Linked DNA regions of Gossypium hirsutum: region 1 is linked to region 2. A link is a contact called in public Hi-C data. All regions are on one chromosome and are shown on one strand. Each heading gives the region's core, a stretch centred on a gene start, on an enhancer-like site or on the middle of the called end of the contact. The rest is flanking DNA. Distances are from core to core; before and after follow the strand shown. Region 1 holds the start of LOC107901610 (EIN3-binding F-box protein 1). Region 2 holds the start of LOC107901598 (signal recognition particle receptor subunit alpha homolog).

What was found. Hi-C and Micro-C count contacts between places; a contact is called where the count stands out from the background.
Region 1: a contact with region 2 is called in a Hi-C map of leaf, with 3 times the contacts expected there. The contact joins the promoter of LOC107901610 here to the promoter of LOC107901598 in region 2. A contact is called at or near these places in 2 of 34 Hi-C or Micro-C datasets (both in leaf).

The regions. Positions count from the first base shown.
Region 1 is chrD06:23,279,800-23,285,995 of Gossypium_hirsutum_v2.1, forward strand. It overlaps LOC107901610 (EIN3-binding F-box protein 1), which reads left to right and starts at 2,028. Exons shown (of 2, transcript XM_016827681.2): 1 at 2,028-2,467; 2 at 3,281-5,785. The coding sequence starts at 2,443. The coding sequence ends at 5,211.
Region 2 is chrD06:22,881,913-22,887,687 of Gossypium_hirsutum_v2.1, forward strand. LOC107901598 (signal recognition particle receptor subunit alpha homolog) reads right to left here and starts at 3,236. Exons shown (of 10, transcript XM_016827663.2): 1 at 2,985-3,236; 2 at 1,526-2,514; 3 at 850-934; 4 at 662-757; 5 at 404-556; 6 at 200-307; 7 at 1-37. The coding sequence starts at 2,493.

The DNA of each region.
Region 1 (6,196 bases), core at 778-3,277, 400 kb after region 2:
GGGACGAATCCTTTATAAAAGTACTATATAATTAATGATTTATGCCTAATAATAAAATATTAGATAAACTACAAAATTGTCATTTTTGTTTGTTTCAGATTACATTTTAGTCACTTATGTTTGAAATGTTACGTTTTAATCACTTACGTTATCGTTTTATTACAAAGTGGTCTCTACCATTAAGCTCCGTTACCTCCCTAACGACGGTCCTACGTGACAGTCCAAATGAGTTTTAAATTCCAACTTAGATGTCCTACGTGGTAGTCTAAATTAAATTTATTTAATTAAAAACCTATTTTCATTCCAGCAACTGGACATCCAAGTTAGCATTTAAAACCAATTTGGACTGCCACGTAGGACTGCCGTTAGAGAGGTAACGAAGTTTAACAGTACAGTGACCACTTCGTAATAAAACAATAACGTAAGTGACTAAAATGTAACATTTCAAACATAAGTGACTAAAATGTAATCTGAAGTAAATGAAAGTGACTATTTTTATAATTTACCCTAAAATATTTCTCCTATTTGTAATCACCTAGGTCTAAACGTAGAGGATTTATTTCTCATCTAAAAACAAAATTTTATAAATTTTAATACAATAAAATATGCTTTAATTTTTTTATAGAATTTTAGTTGGTTTATTTTTATTTAAAAAATTTAATCTCTCTATTTTTCTAATTAAAAAGTAAGTTCAATTGTTAGCACTATTACAATTCCTTTATTAAATTTAAGTTCATTACAACATTATTTTCTTGTCACATGGCTACCAAATGAGTTTCTTTTTTCTTTTTAAAAATTAAAAATGTCACGATAACAAATTCAACAAAAGAATTTTAATAGTATTAATAATTGGGCTTGAATTTGAAATTTGAAAAGAAGAGGGGTTAAATCCCTAGACATAATAAAAAGTTGAGGGACTAAATTTAAAATGTAGGAAGATTATAGGGACTCAAAGCATATTTTAGCCTTTTATATATTTGGGTTGTTTTTATATTGTATATTTTAGGATTAATATATCATTTGCCACCTTAGCTTAGTTTCAATGTTCAATTTGGTATCCATACCAAACAACATCATATAATCCAATGAATGTTTAACTCGAGTGCTTTAGTAAAAATGCATAGGTACTTAATTGGGAAAAAAAAGGTTAGGTACCAAATTGAACATCAAAGTCAAACTCAAGTACTCAATTACAACAAATTAAAAAATTTAGGTACCGAATATTGAAGCCAAACTTAAGTATCAAATTGGAGAAAAAACTCAAGTACCAAATTAAATATTAAAGACAAACTCATGTACCAAATAGTATATATTAACCCTATATTTTAGGCAAAATTATAATATCAATAATTTATTTTATATAAATTTTGATACTTTAAATTATCATATTTTTAACAATGATTTAATTTATATCATAAGTTATTTAGTTTCTACCTACAAAACCGAAGCTTAACATAGATCATATAAGGAAAAATACCTATCATATATGGAATTGCTTCACATATTTGTAACTTTTCATGGATTTATGAGAGGAAAAAAAGACATCTATATTTCAAATTGACAATTTATGATCGGAGAACAAAAAAAAAAAACAGTAAGATTATAATTGAAATTTCACTATGATCAGAAAGATCAATGGTAGTATAAAATCCAGAAATTACTCCCTCTATTTTATTTGTCAAAATTTAGTTCGAAAGTCAAGAAGTTAGTTTAATTATCGGTCATACATGGATTTGAATTGGTGAATTTTATTAATTCGTTTCATATAAATTGTTTAATTATTATTTTTACTGATGTGGTGCGTATGAATAGTTGAATTGTTATTTTATATAAAAAATATTTAACAGTGTTATCCAATTAAATTAACTTGTTAATTTTCGTAAAGCAAAAGGGAAATACCTTAACCAATTAAAGTAGGAGGACTAACTTCTTAATTCTTGTAAAATAAAGGGACCAATTAAAATAGACTCAATTTTAAGATAATAAAGGGAGTATAACAACAAATAGGCCAATTATAAAAAACCAACAAAAGCAAAAGTGGTAAGTGGTATTGAAAATGGTGGTGGGGGAGAAGATAGAGAGTATTGAAGGGGAAAAAAAAAAAAACGACATTTTTGCTCAAATACATTGCATGTGGGTATCTTTCCAGTGTATTATCACATACCCAAACCTCTCTCCTCTCATCATAAAAACAACCCCTTTTTTCCTTTACCTCTCATCTTTCATTTCTCATTCTCCACAGTTTCTTTCTTTCACTCTTTTTTTTTGCCCTATCTAATAGGGTTCCCATCATCTTCAAGCTCCAGTCTTTCTCATGCATTCGTGTCTTCAAGCCATACACGGTGACGTTTTAGCCTTCTTCCTTTTTGGGTCTCTCTTTGGAGGGTTTTTGGGCGTGGAACAGTGCATATTTGACCTCCCGGGGTTTTTTGAGCTGTACTCATGTCAAAGCTCTTTGCTTTTAGTGGTAAGCTCCTCATATTTGCTAGTTATTGTTTTTTTTTTTTGTAAAATTTTCAGCTGTTGTCTTATATGTGGATACCCTTTTTCTTTATATGAACAAATTTTAGATTTTTGAGTTATCTTAGGTAACTTAGGGTACTCGTCTTTATCGTTATTGTAAAAGTATCATGGATGGTTTTAATAGCCTTTTAGCAAAGATTTTTGTTTCATGGTATTTGGTTGACTGGATAAATGTGGAATTTTTTAGTCTTGGCTGTAAATTAGTTAATTCAGTTAGATAAGGGAGGAAAAAAATTAGCAGCCTTTAGGTGATTCTAGTTGTAGATTAGGTGCCTTTGGAACCAATCTGATTGTTCATTTTTTTCATGCCACTTATTAGTTTAGCCCTCAACTGTCAAATATGTGAAGAGATTTTGATGTTATGGACGAACTTTGAGGATGTTTCTTACCTTAATTTCTTTTATGGTTTTATGATTCTTTCTACTTGAAAGCAATAAAGGAGTTTTGGTTGTAGATCAGGTCTATTCTGAATGGATCTGTTCGGACGACTGTCTTTTAGGCAGTAGGTTGTTTGTTCAGTTACATAGGACAGGACTACATCTGAGATGGATTTTTCTGAGTTATAAGCTCCATCTAGTTCATGGATCTTGTATGGTGTGAAAGTTAAATATTCTTAGGTTTCTTTGTTAGCCTCCTTATGTAGCTCTTAGGTCCCTAGACAAGTGCTATTTGATCAATAAACATCTTTCAAACATTTTAGCTCGGTTTTCTTGTAATTTGCTTTGTTGATCTCATAGTTCTTTGTATTGGTTTGCAGGAAGTGATGATTTTTGCCCTGGGGGGTCAATCTACCCAAACCTCAAGGAGTCAAGTCTCTTTTTGTACCCTAACCAGGATGTGTATTTCCCTCCTTGCAAGAGGTACCGCATCAGTGCCCCATTCGTTTTCGCTGGAGGGAAGTTTGAGCAAAAGAAGCCTTCAATCGAGGTCCTCCCCGATGAATGCTTATTTGAAATCTTCAGACGGTTACCTGGAGGCCAAGAGAGGAGTACCTGTGCTTGTGTTTCCAAGCGCTGGCTTACACTTGTAAGCAACATCCGTAGAGATGAAATCAGTGATAATAAAACCCCCCAAGCTTCGGATCTTGAGCACGAGAATACCGATAAGAAAGGTGGAGTTTCTTCTGAGGATGTAGATTTGGATGTTGAGGGTGATGGATACCTCTCAAGGAGTTTGGATGGGAAGAAAGCAACAGATATTAGACTTGCATCTATTGCTGTCGGAACAGCTAGTCGTGGAGGATTGGGGAAACTTTTCATTCGAGGAAGCAAGTCCAGGCATGGAGTAACTACTGTTGGCCTCAGAGCCATTTCCCGCGGGTGCCCTTCTTTAAGGGTTCTTTCCTTGTGGAATTTGTCTTCTGTTGGAGATGAAGGTCTTTGCGAGATTGCCAACGGGTGTCACCAGCTAGAGAAGCTTGACCTTTGCCACTGTCCCTCAATTACTGATAAGTCTTTGCTTGCTGTAGCAAAGGGCTGCCCTAACTTGACTGATCTGACCATCGAGGGTTGTGCAAACATTGGAAATGAAGGTCTTCAAGCAATAGCACGTAGCTGTCCCAATCTAAAGTCCGTTTCCATCAAAGATTGCCCCCTTGTTGGAGATCAAGGAGTTGCGAGCCTGTTGTCTTCAGCCTCATATTCCCTCACAAAAGTCAAGCTCCAGGCCTTGAACATCACTGATGTCTCTCTTGCTGTTATCGGACACTATGGCAAGGCAGTGACCGACCTTTCTCTCACTAGCCTTCCAAATGTGAGTGAAAAGGGCTTCTGGGTAATGGGTAATGGTCATGGACTACAGAAATTGAAATCTTTCACAGTTACATCCTGCCGTGGAGCGACAGATTCGGGACTTGAAGCTGTTGGAAAAGGTTGCCCGAATTTGAAGCAGTTATGCCTCAGTAAATGCCCTTTCTTATCTGATAAGGGGTTGTCGTCTTTAGCCAAAGCAGCCGGTTCACTAGAGTGCTTGCAACTGGAGGAGTGCCACAGAATCTCCCAGTTTGGGTTTTTTTGCTCCCTTATTAACTGTGGTGCAAAGTTGAAGGTTATTTCCTTTGCAAACTGTTTAGGCATTAAGGACCTAAACTCGGGATTGCCACCTCTATCCCCTTGTGAATCCCTTAGATCTTTGTCCATCCATAACTGCCCTGGTTTCGGCGATGCTAGCTTGTTTGCGTTGGGGAAGTTGTGCCCTCAACTGCAGCATGTAGAGTTGTGTGGGCTTCATGGAATAACAGATGCTGGGGTTCTCCTGTTGCTCGAGAGTTGTGAGGCTGGTTTATTAAAGGTTAATCTCAGCGGTTGTGTGAATTTGAGCGACAAAGTTGTTCAAACGATCTCCAACTTGCATGGGTGGACTCTAGAACTGCTGAATCTCAATGGTTGCAAGATCAGCGACGCTAGTTTAGTTGCAATTGCCAAAAACTGTCAGTTGCTAACTGATCTCGATATCTCCAAGTGCACCATCACCGATTCTGGAATCGCAGCTCTGGCTCATTTCAATCCGATTAATCTGCAGATCCTTTCGGTATCTGGGTGCTCTATGGTTTCAGACAAAAGCTTGCCTTCACTTGGAAAACTGGGTGAGACCCTCTTGGGGTTAAACCTACAGCAATGCAAAGCAATCAGCAGCCGTGCCGTGGAGCTACTTACGGAGCAGCTATGGAGGTGTGATATCCTTTTCTAAACTAATGCATACAAACTCCTCCATACATAGATTTTTCAGAACAGCCTTTGCAAGTAGCCAGCAGCTTTTTCCTCCAGTACTTGGTCCCCTTTTCCAGGGAATACGGTCGTTCTTTCTTTCTTTCTTTTTTGCAGGTTTCCATCATCCGGGATGATCTGCTACTACTTTGTGAGCCTGACAATGGGCGTCGGTTTCTTCATGGCTGAATTTCCCTGAGATGGGTTCTGGATTTTTGCTTAGCCTTTGTGCATATTTGCTTTAGGCGAAAGCTTTTGCTTAATATTGTCCTTATTTAAAGTAGGTTTTCCAATATTGGGTTGTAGTTTGAGGTTGCTTTTTGCAGTTTCAAAGCGTGGTGTTGCAAGCTTTTCATGGGCTTTGGCCATGGCAGCTATATATAGTCTGCCATGACAACTCTTGTAGTTGTTTTTTTTTTTGTTTTTGTTACCAAGCCCTGGTTTTGCTGGTTTCATCTGCTCTGAAACTGCCAACTGTAACCTCTCAAAACCATGTAATAAAATTTAATTTCATGTATGTTTTTCTGCTCTCATGATGAATAAAAGTTATTAAATTATAATGCCTGAGTTATATATACAATTTTGGTATATTTATTTATCGAAAATTGATTTAATAAACTAATTCAATTGATACAAAATAAATCCGTTCGTTCGTTTTAACTAAATTTGAATCCAATAAAATTATCTTAAAATGAAATGCAGCAAATTGTTGGAAATGGAAACGAAGCAGATATCGTAACGCTCCCAAGGGATCATAGAATAAAAATATCATGGCCAAGCTGATTTTGGAAGACCCTCCTCCGTCGGCAGCCTCCTCCTTTGGTTAAAAAATAATAGATAAAGTAACATTTAGTCCTTCAATTTCATAACTTTTTCTATTTTGGTCCTTGGAACTTTTTATTTAGTTCACATTAGTCCCATAACTTCACAGCTTTTCTTGATTTTGGTCCTTAAATTTGGATTTCCTT
Region 2 (5,775 bases), core at 1,986-4,485:
CAGGATCTTTCTCATACCCTTTCTCAAAAATAGGAATCTGACAAGGTGCAACAAGTAGCAAGTCAGATAAAAACAAACTGTAGCTATGCCAATAATACATGTTGGTACATGAAACAATCCGCCTTTGAAGATAATGGCCCAAATGTGTCAAAAATATAACATTTAAGATTGATGTGATACCTGGAGTCTACGTGGATACCTGGAGTCTACGTGCATGTGTTCTCAACTGCTCAACAGCACCAGAACGGAATGTATCACAAGCAGCCATCATAACACTAACATTGTGCTGCAGAAGCCAGTAAGCAACCTACAAAACAACATTGACTTTGAAGGTTGGCCAATTGTACCAGAAAGCGTGTCCCTAAGTACAAAACTGTATATAGAGCAGTTAAATCAGCTTAACCTTGGCGAGATTAGTTGATTTCCCAACTCCATTAACGCCAACAAAGACAACAACATATGGCTTCCTCTGTTCCTTGGCAGCATGTACATCCCTCAGTATGTCAATGGAGCGCCTGGGAGTTAAAATACGAACAAGGGCATCTTCCATGGCAGCCTGCAGTCACGGATTACAATACACAAGTAAATTTATAGAAAATTAAAAGGCAGGAAAGCTAAAAGAAAAAGAACAAAGAAAAGTTATGTTGGAAAATTTGCAGACCTGAACTGTCGAAGAGACCCTTGTGAATGAGGCCAGCTTTTTCCCTTCAAGACTTGCAGCTACTGATTCACAAAGCTTCTCAGCTATCTCTTCAGCCTGTAAATGCCACATAAAATGGAAGATCCTCAGAATGTTCAGACGCACTAATACATCAGAAATCAAGTATGTCAAATTAGCAGAAGACATACCACATTCTTGGTCATAAGCCCATCTTTGAGAGCCTTCAAAGCTGGTTCCAGGTCTTCCTTCTCCAAATTAGCCTTTCCAGCAAAACTGAGCCCAACAAAATAGATAATGAATAAATGATGCAATTGCATGGTAAATTCAACAATGGTGATGATTAAAGCTTCTCATGCAAGTTGTATAAAGCCCACATGAAACATGGCCTAGGAGCATATAGTACTTTATCCAAATTAAAGCTAGCACAATAAGAGTCATCTTAAGATAAGATGAGAAACGAAAAAGACTCAAAACTCCTTTTGGCTAGAATAAGTAACAATGAATAAAAAAATGATGTCTAACTATTTCATTCTTTAACTGGTAAAGCCTAAGAGAAGAAATCTCAAAAATTGACTACTTATGCCACCTTCTGCACAGTTTACTACTGAGCCACATAATAACAACATTGAAGTGATCAACTCATTAAACCACATCTGCAGCTCCTGTTGAAAGTGGCTTTATGAACAATAAATAAAAAGTAATGAGAACATACTTTGTGACAAACATCTGAACAGTGAACACAATATAAGCTATGGATTTTAAAAAAAAAGGGAGGAGGGAGGTAGGGCCCTCCAATTTCAAAGAATAGATGTATCCAACAATAAAAGTAAGGACCAAAATGATGGAACTACATCAATAAATTACCTCTGGAACATAAAGGAAAACCAACCCTTTTTCTTAGCTTCAGGCTTGCTATCCTTCTGCACGTTGTCATCTACTTCACCTTCACTATCACTGCTGATAATCTCTTCTACGTCCATCATACTTTCGCCTTGATTTGCTGCAACAACTTCTATATTGTCATTTCCACTTCCGTTTCCATCCACTGGATCAGTAAAGTCCAGTTTTGTCTCCGGAGGTGCATCATCCCAAACTCTATTCTTCTTTGTAGCCTTTTTCTTAGGGTCCGGCTTGGAACCCTTGTTAACAACAGTATCAGTTTTCTTTCCACCTTTAGTTCTTTTCTGAAGCTTACTTACATCAAAAGCACTAATATTGGAGCTAGTATTTTCTTTACCATTAACAACACCTGCCCTAGGTTCTTCCATCTCAACATGATTACCATTGGAGTGTCCATTCTCCAATTTATGACCTTTCGCTTTATCACCATCCCCACCATCAGTAGCCAAGCTACCCTCACTCTTCTTACTTCCTTTATCAGAACCAGCTTTCTGCACCTGCCCTTGCTTCTTTTTATTATTGACAGGCTTATCCGTCTGTTTTGATTTCTTTAACTCCTCAGCCCTAGCTTCTGCCTCCCTCCTAAGCTGCCTAAAAGTTTCATCGAAGTCATTATAGACCGTCCTTTTTGGATCATAAATCTCCGAAAACTCACGTCTCATCATCGCAAGAAGCTCATCCACATACAATAGATGGAGAATACGTTGATACACAGCAACGAATACAAGACCAAGCTCATTATGGAATGTCCACTTGAGGGTATAAGAAGCTCCTGGGGCATCATAGCTATATGATGCTGCACCAGACCGTTCCTCCAAAAGACAGGACCGGATCAAGGTGTCAATTGGTGACCCTTTAAGAGCATTTCCAAGCTCTTTACAAGTCCAGAGGATTAACCCTCCTCTGGTAAATATCAGCAACTGCTCTAACATACTTTAATCTCAATAAATCTCCTGCAATAAAATCAAAGAAAGCTCAAAATTTCAAATGCCCAACAAATTTAAATGATTTTTCAAACAAAAAACTTAACGTTTTTTCTCCATCCTTTAGAAAAACATATCCTATATTAGTTCAGAACATCAATAGACATGTTTCAATAATTGAACTAAGAAAGCATGGATTTTGAAAATTACTCATTGAAACAAGCAAAAGACTTTAAAAACGAGTTTTTAAAATGATCGATTTGATCTTTTCTTGAAGGAAAAATAATAATTATTAAAAAAAGAAAGAAAATCATGATCCGCAATAGAAATTCAACCTAAAAATCTACGAAACTAGGTTCGAATTCAAGCCGATTCTTAGATCACCGAATCACAATCAAAGATAAACCTCAACGCAAGCATAGAAATGAAAAAAATTAAACAAAATCGACATAAAGCAGATTCATATAAACACTGAAAAAGTTAATAAAAAGGAAAAATACCTGTTTCTTTGGAATCTTCAAAATCCTACAAAAAGAAAAAGAAAGATAAAAGAATACAAGAGGTTAATTTGAAAGAGAAAAAATTAAAAAGAAAAAATTTGAGAAAATGTTTATGGTGTGGGTGTATACATAGGTCGTTTAATTAAATAAGATTAAAAAAAAAATGAAGTTTTTGGAAGGGTAATAAAAAGTGAATCTGGGTTTGACCAGATTTCTTCAACGAGACAAAATTGGGCGCACGCCACTGTAAAAAAAAAGCGTTTTAAATATGACTCTACTTTCTTTCTTTTTTTTATGAATTTACTCCCTAATTTAAAAATTAAACTTTAATTTATAATATCATTAATAAATTATTTGTTAAATTTAAATTTGTTATATTTTAGTATTTAAAGTTCTGATTTGGAAATTAAAGTGTTGTTGATAACAGATATTTAGATTTAATATAATGTTTTGTTTGATAATTTACTGAAATAATTTATGTTATTTAAGTTTTTAGACATGTTTGATAACAAATATAAAGGGTCATGCACAATTTTATGTGGAAGTGTTCGAGTCTCTTCATGTGCGGTTATTATGAATGAGTTCTAATTCTATCAATTTGTTAGCTTTAGTATGGATTGTAATTACCCAAACTATTTATTTGTGATAGTTTAATAATTATGGATACTTTAAAAAAAACTATTGAAAAATAAAATGAGGGGTGCACTTAATAAAAAAATACATTTATTCAATTTATACTTTTATTTTTGTCTTTTACATTATCTATTCATCTTTAAATTATAAATCAATCCATAATAATTTAAAATAATTATTTTTATTATTAATTTGGACATTTTAAAAAATATTTATTTTTTAATTTATGATATGTTTATATTTAAAATTTTAATTTATATAAAATATTTTTATATTTAAATTCAAATAAATTGTAAAAATATAAAATAAAACATTCAAAATTTAACATTTACATTAAACAAACAATATATTTATGTTCAACATTTAATTTGATGAAGCAACTTTTATAATTCAGGTTAAATACTTATTAAATTCAACTTTAAAAATTTAAGAGTTAAATTTTAAGTTTATCAAGTCAGTTAATAGCATTACCAATTGAAATTTAATTTTTTATACAATACTTAAAATTACCCATAATTCCTATAAATAAATACACTTTAGTATGTATTTGAACCCAAGTTTTCCTGCACTTGCAATAATACCTATATTAACCGAACTAAGACTCAATCGATAATTAAATTCTAATTTTTAAATCATATAAGTAAATAGATTAAATTTCTGAAATTAAAAATAAATGAATTAAGTTTCAAAAGGGACTGAATACAGAATTAGATCGAAATAAAATAACTGCCACGTCACGGCAATGTTTTTACTTGAGGTTTTCAGACATTTTGGGGGAGTTAAGAAACAAAAAAGAAAATCTATTAAAACCGCGTTTCTGGAGTTACAATGTACGCCACGTGTCGGCAAGTTTCTGAAGTAACGGAACACTGCGTTTTACACCGTAACCATGTTTTATGCTGCATCACGTTTATTAGAGGTAGCAATTGGGTGGGTCAAATTTCAAATCGGATAAATCTGAGTCTGGTAAATTCAAGTCCAAAGCTTTTTGAGTGATTTTGGATTCGGTTTTGGGTTTGGATTAGTTTTCAATTTTTTATTATTTTGGGTTCTCGCAAAATTCAGTCAGGGCCGGCCTTAAAATAGAAAATAATTATTTTAATCATTTAGAAAATTTTAAAATTTTAAATTAGTAAAGGTAAAATTATATTTTGACATCATTTAAATTTATAAAAAATTAATTTGATCTTTTAAAAATTATAAAATATAAACTATTAAAAATTAAAATTTCATTTCGGCCCCCTAAAAAAGTTTTCTAGCTTCGCTCCTGTGTATGGGGTGAAATTTATTAAAATCAATTCAACTAAGCTGTCAATTTTCAAGTTTGGAAGATTAGTCGATTTGTAACAAATTTTTAGATAGAATCCAAGCATTTTTGAGCTGAGATGTCTACATAGAGTTTGAAGAGTTACCTCCTAGCTTCAAAATTCACTTTTAATAATCAATTTCAAGTCCGGGAGCTCAAGTTATGACCATTTTATTGAAGATTACGCGAGTAAAATATTTGGACGAGATTATTATGGGAAATTATGATTTCAAACTTGAATTCAAGTTTAAATCATATTGGGTTCAAGTTTAAGGCCTAATTTTAATTATATATGACCTCAATATTTTGTGTATATATATATCTATATTAAGTTTTATTATTTTCTTATTTATTTATTACGAATTTTAAGATATTTTTAAGTATTTAAAGTTGTGAGGAGTTCTATGTTTCTTAGTCAACAAGAAAGTTTAGTTTTACTAAAACTATTTATTTTTTAGATTAATCAGAGTTTCATTAAACTTAAGAGTTTTATATGGACGTAATTAACTAGCATATATAAAGACATCTTCATTATTCATTAAATGTACTAATTCATTTATTAATAAAGTTTTCAACTCTTGGAGTTAATTTCTTTCATGCAAGATTGCTTTCTTGTAATTTTGAGAAGTGATTTTTCTTCTTGATTTTCTTTTAGGAGTCATAAGAATTCATTCTTCATCCTTCAACTTGAAGGATTATTTCTAGGAGGGTTGACTAGAGCCATTAATTGAATTTGTTAGGGTTTATATCTCAAAGGGTTTAGTTGGACAACTATCTTCTATCCATATCCATCGGTTTATTCAATTCATCTTCCACCTTTTAATTTACGTTTTCTTTATTTATCTATGTTTT